2 separate regions of the Macaca mulatta genome follow, and region 2 is linked to region 1. A link is a contact called in public Hi-C data. All regions are on one chromosome and are shown on one strand. Each heading gives the region's core, a stretch centred on a gene start, on an enhancer-like site or on the middle of the called end of the contact. The rest is flanking DNA. Distances are from core to core; before and after follow the strand shown. Region 1 has its middle 490 kb from the start of PRKD1. Region 2 has its middle 410 kb from the start of PRKD1.

What was found. A called contact is a pair of places that touch in the nucleus more often than the background predicts.
Region 2: a contact with region 1 is called in a Hi-C map of fetal cortical plate, with 3 times the contacts expected there. The contact joins two enhancer-like sites. A contact is called at or near these places in 2 of 14 Hi-C or Micro-C datasets (fetal cortex germinal zone and fetal cortical plate).

Annotation. Positions count from the first base shown.
Region 1 is chr7:102,563,713-102,566,412 of T2T-MMU8v2.0, reverse strand. No RefSeq gene overlaps it. Among named protein-coding and RNA genes, the nearest start is that of PRKD1, 490 kb to the left of the region's middle. Within about 2 kb of position 1,357, at least 7 of the 40 cell types and tissues checked have an H3K27ac peak or open chromatin away from gene starts, as enhancers often do. A contact at or near this core is called in fetal cortical plate, where this site is marked.
Region 2 is chr7:102,637,979-102,640,678 of T2T-MMU8v2.0, reverse strand. No RefSeq gene overlaps it. Among named protein-coding and RNA genes, the nearest start is that of PRKD1, 410 kb to the left of the region's middle. Within about 2 kb of position 1,403, at least 7 of the 40 cell types and tissues checked have an H3K27ac peak or open chromatin away from gene starts, as enhancers often do. A contact at or near this core is called in fetal cortical plate, where this site is marked.

The DNA of each region.
Region 1 (2,700 bases), core at 108-2,607:
CCAATTAACTTGAAGTTGAGTTTTGACTCAAACTCGTGACCCTTCAGGCCATAGAGCCCTGTTCTGCATCTGGTGTCATCAAACCAAGTTAGGATAAAAATAATCTCTGCTATTGTTTTTTGTGTGTGTTGCTTTTTCTTTCCTTGCTTTTAAAAATAAATAATGCTTTTAAGACCTACTGAGGTCTTTACGATTCCTAAAGCTTTCTACATGATATTTGTATGTTTTCTCTTCTTTGGAAGGAGAAAAAAGCTGGAACACAATCATTTTTATTGAACAAAGTTTGCAGTTCATTAAAGGCTTTCTGGCTCCCATGTGCAAGTGCTGACCATTACATCACGCGCCCTGAGGGTTGTGCTAGAAAAGAGAAAAGAAGGCGAAATCAGCAAAAATAAAAGAGTCTCCCTGACTTGAATTGAAAAATGTGCTTGTTTTTTGTTAAACACCACAAATTTGCAGGAAGGCTGGCAAGTGTAATAGCATTCTGAGCATATGCTACCTCGGAGGCACAAAGCCCTCGCTTAAAGAAATACACTCAAAACGTACACTTTGATCCCCAAGATTTGATCAAATAAAACAATAGTTTCCAAGCTGTGTCACCTATTACAAAGTTAGTTTAAAGATTCTGTGAAATAGGAATGAATATGTACCACCCAAACCATTTTCATTTCATTCACTTTTTTTTTTTTTTGTAAAATAATTGTAAAAAATTCCAGTGGAAAGGAAAAGATGGATATCTTTCCAAATAAGGTGAACTGAGGAGCAAAACAAAAAAGAGGGGGCTGAGGATAGAAAATTTACTCTTTTATTCTTTCTTGTTTTCTAAGAATTCAGCAACATTTGGTTATTGGGGATGTCTGGAACTTATGACTATTTATAAAATCTATGCTCAGACGTTATAAGTAGTATCATAATAGAGGTCTGGAAGTGTAATGAGGTGGATTTGTACAAAAGGGGCCTCAAGCAGTGTCTGCAACCCAGTGGCTATTAAATTCTGATATCATTTTGACCCTAAATAGTGTCTATTTTTTAAATTGAGAATGCAGTGAATTCACCATGCCTTTGTGATTTGATTTTCAGAAGAAAATAAAAGCAAAATCAAGCCCAACAAGGCCAATAACATTGCTATTGAGGCTATATTTTAATGTATTCTTTTATTGTGTGAATACTTTTTTGAAAGTACACAGATCTTAAATATCATAGCTAGAAAGTTGATATGGCTTAGATTTCAGATGATAAACACTACCACACGGTGTCATATTAAAATGTAAAAACTATGTATGCATGCCACAGCCTCTGCCTGCTATGAGTTTGGTTGTACGAATGTTTTTTTGACTTCTAAATCACACATTTGCTAAAATGAGCTCTGGTAGATATCAGTTTGCGCACAGGCACAATGTGTCTCAGTCAGATTCATAAAACAGATAGCTGAACTATACTTTGACTTTTGACATCAACAATCTGACTTCAATATTTCTCCACAAAAAGAGACTCCTGACTCTGTGCTGTTTCAATGTGATGGATAGCTTTTCAGCTGCTGACAGCACTGAACGTAATAAATGCATTCATCAGCGTTGGGGGCTGCATATCCCCATGTCTTAAGTTGTATAGCTAGTGGTTTTGAAATGCCACCCAGAAACACCTGCAGCACTGCCCTGTTTCTGCAGAACTGCAAAGCCACTGTGAAAAAATATTATTCTAAAGTTGTCTGTATATCAGCATTTCTGTGCTAAACAACCTTTTAATTGCCTACCCTCTAATTTTTCTTTGCCTTGAAACACTTGCACACACATATTTTAATTTAAGCCGCTCTGTTTGACTCCTCTGATCATCTGGGTTTTCATTGTCATTACTTCACAATAATTTAATGTCATATATAATGGCATCAAATTGGGGAAAGCCCTAAAAGCTGCCAATCCAAAGTGATCTGAATGTTCCCGAGTACAAGTCTAGATAAGCTTGACTTGTTTGTGCCAACATTATTCATCACATTCTGTGTCTAACTGGGCCAGTGTTCTCTTGCTATTGCATTTTTAAATCCTCTTTCAGCACACTCTGAAGCTTCTCAATCAGTGTGCTTTCTATGCTACAGTTAACAAAATGGTTGCAAGTATACATATGCACAAAAATAAAAGAAAGAGTATTATGACAATGCTTCCTATACTACTATCTAAACGTTTTACCATATTGTTCTTTAACTTGGTTCCTGTTAAACAAATCGCATTTTGTTTGCCGCTAGAAGAGGAGAGTTGGACCACATGTGCAATTCCACATTGGTTTTAGATTTTAATTTAATAATATTACAGAGAGCTAACTACTGTTAATGAAAACTTATTTGTGAGGCTACTCCAAAGTTGATCATATATGTCTTCTTGGGAGGAGAAGAGTTTTATTTTATAGCTAATTAAAAGTTTCTAAAGATGCTGTGGATTTTTTTTGTGCAAATTAAAATTAATTAGAGTTATTAAGGAGCCATGAAAAGAAGGATTTGAGAAATAGTGAGAAATATTATTTAAACCCTAATGGAATTCAGTGAAACCCACAGGTCTATTACAGGCCCCTGATTTGCCAGGATCACTGCAGGGAATCTAACATTAATAAGCACACTGGTAATTAAATCATTTGTTACTTTGTCTGTAATGTTGTAATGTTTCACTGATACTCTGTCAGAGCTCTTTGTGCAGATCAGAGCTAATCAAA
Region 2 (2,700 bases), core at 154-2,653, 74 kb before region 1:
AAGTGTTTGGAAAGAACCACCAATTCACTTTGTTATCTCCTCAGGTTTTTGGCTATCAGAGGATTAATACATCTGTTTCCTTTCTGGCAATTACTATCCAATAACCCTGAAACATAGGTCAACTTTTTCAGAACCTTATATTTCACTATTGTAGCACTCAATTATTTAATTATAAGTAAATGCTATAAAAATGTAAAAATATAGGCTGCGTGCGGTGGCTCTCTCTTGTAATCCCAGCACTTTAGGAGACCAGGACGCGTGGATCATGAGGTCAGGTGTTCAAGACCAGCCTGGCCAAGATGGTGAAACCCTATCTGTACTAAAAAAATACAAAAATTAGCCAAGAGTGGTGCCAAGCACCTGTAATTCCAGCTACTCGGGAGGCTGAGGCAGAGAATTGCTTGAACCCAGGAGGCGGAGGTTGCAGTGAGCCGAGATCGCGTCACTGCACTCTAGCCTGGACGACAGAGCGGGACTCCATCTCAAAATAAATAAATAAATAAATAAAAATAAAAAGTAAAAAATAAAAAAATTAAAAATGTAGATGATAAAACTACTTCAGTTTATGAAATTTATGGAATGTGAAGTTTTGTTATCCATATGTAAGTATAATTTCTATGTCGTACCTATAGGTTTAACTTTTAAAATGTGTCTTTTAGGACATGATATTGATACGTTCTTTCCTCAAATACAGCTGAATTCTCAATGAGAAGGAGCTTAAAAAATAAATAAAAAAATTGGATGATCAATTTAAATCACGGTGATTATTATGAGATGGCTAAATATGATTTAAACCACACGCGCTGAAATGGGGATTAAATAAAATTCCTCTCTTCCCTTCACTACCAATCATGACCTCTTGGCGGCTCCACTTCCGCTATTGGCGTGGTCGGCCTTAGCCTTCAGAAAATAAAGGGTTTCCTTCACATGTTCGTTTTGTGTTTACCTTACGGATTTCCTCTTTTAGGAAGATAAGAAAATTAGTTTTGTATTTCAACTGCTTCTCTGTATTGAAACGGAATGGTGAAAATACAGCTGTTTGAAACATACTGTGAGCAAAAAGGCAATGAAATATTATTTTTAAGAAGAGTTATCAAAATCAGGGTGCCAATCACTCTTAGAAGCAGGGTAAAAATAACTTGCACTTCAATATTTATATTTATATTTATTATAAGAAAAAAGTTTCTTTTTGTGGAAAGAAGGTGCAGAAAAGGGCACAGTATTAGCTAAATATTGTACCTTAGAACATCAGTCATTTCCTTCTCAATAGTACTGAAAGGGTCTAATTTATAAGTTTTTCCATCTCCCTGTTATGCTGGTTTGTAAGTTCTGACACTGCTACTGGTATGTTAATGAGAAGCTAGCGTTCCATTAAGAGAAAACCATATGCTCTGCTGCCTACTGTGAAAGAGAAAGCATGTAATGTGGCTGTTGCCTTAGTAACACATTAATTCATTTTGTCAGTGTTGGCACAGATCATTTCATTTATAAGAAAACAAGTATAATAGTTTACCACATCTATAATATTTACAGTGTTTCTGTTACAAAACAGTGACAAAATGAGTTTAAAAAATAGAGTTGGTATAATATCATTAAAATATGGAATTTGTGGTAAAAATTTCCCTGTAAAAATGAAAAAAAATAAAGATTGGTGTAAAATTTCTTTTCACAATCCTACTTAAAACATTTTAACACCAAACTGTTTGCTTTTTAGCATATTTGTATTATACTAATAACGTGCGTCTGCTGCAAAAAATTTAGTCCATGAAAAACACAAGTGCATTAACAGTTTTTAATGAATGCTAAACAAAATATTTCATACAACAGTTTTGTTAAATTACAACCATTATAAACCTAATCGTATGCTAGTGTGTTACTCATAACAAGGCTAAACATTTATCTAGTTTTATCTGTTCTTCCAGATGTTTATTAGTATTCTAGCACTCCTAAAATATTTAAATTAAACCACTCCATTTTCTCATGTGAATGCATTTTGGGTTTTATTCATAGAAGATCTAGTCACATGTATACCTAAATAAATATAGTACACTGTATATGCTTTATGCACAAGTGATACTTAATGTGAATTGAGATAATCCAAAAGCATGATAAGGGAGAGAAGTGATTAGAGGAAAGACAAGTTCCTGTTTATTAAAGTCTGCACCTGCAGCAGGGTATCAGTTCTACCCATCCTTAGGGTATTCCACACCTGTAAACACACATTCTTAACAACAAACATTTTGCATCTGTGATGTTCACCTACTTTTTTTAACCAATAAAAAGCTAACTGTGTACAAGATAGCGAGCAACTATCATTTATTAGTTTATGGAGTGATTTAGGTTTTATGTCATTTCAAAGGAAGCATTTATGCATTTACATAAGTTATACAAATGGGTGCAAACCACTGTGAAGCTGGTCATCTAAGTAATGAATGGCCAATTATACTTTCAACAGTAAGAAATACCTTCCTAAAATACCAGTGTTCAATGGGTTCATCCAAAGCCTCATGAACCAAATGTGAGTGTTTTTGTTTTTGCTCTCCTGACTATCATCACGGCAATGCTCCCACGTTTAATGGGATTCTTTCTAATTAGAACCCAAGACCAGAGAGTACTTTTAAGAGTCTCCTTTACAGACCTGCAATGTGAATACTCTGGGAGACACTTAAGAAAATAAAATTTATGATTAGCTTTGATGAA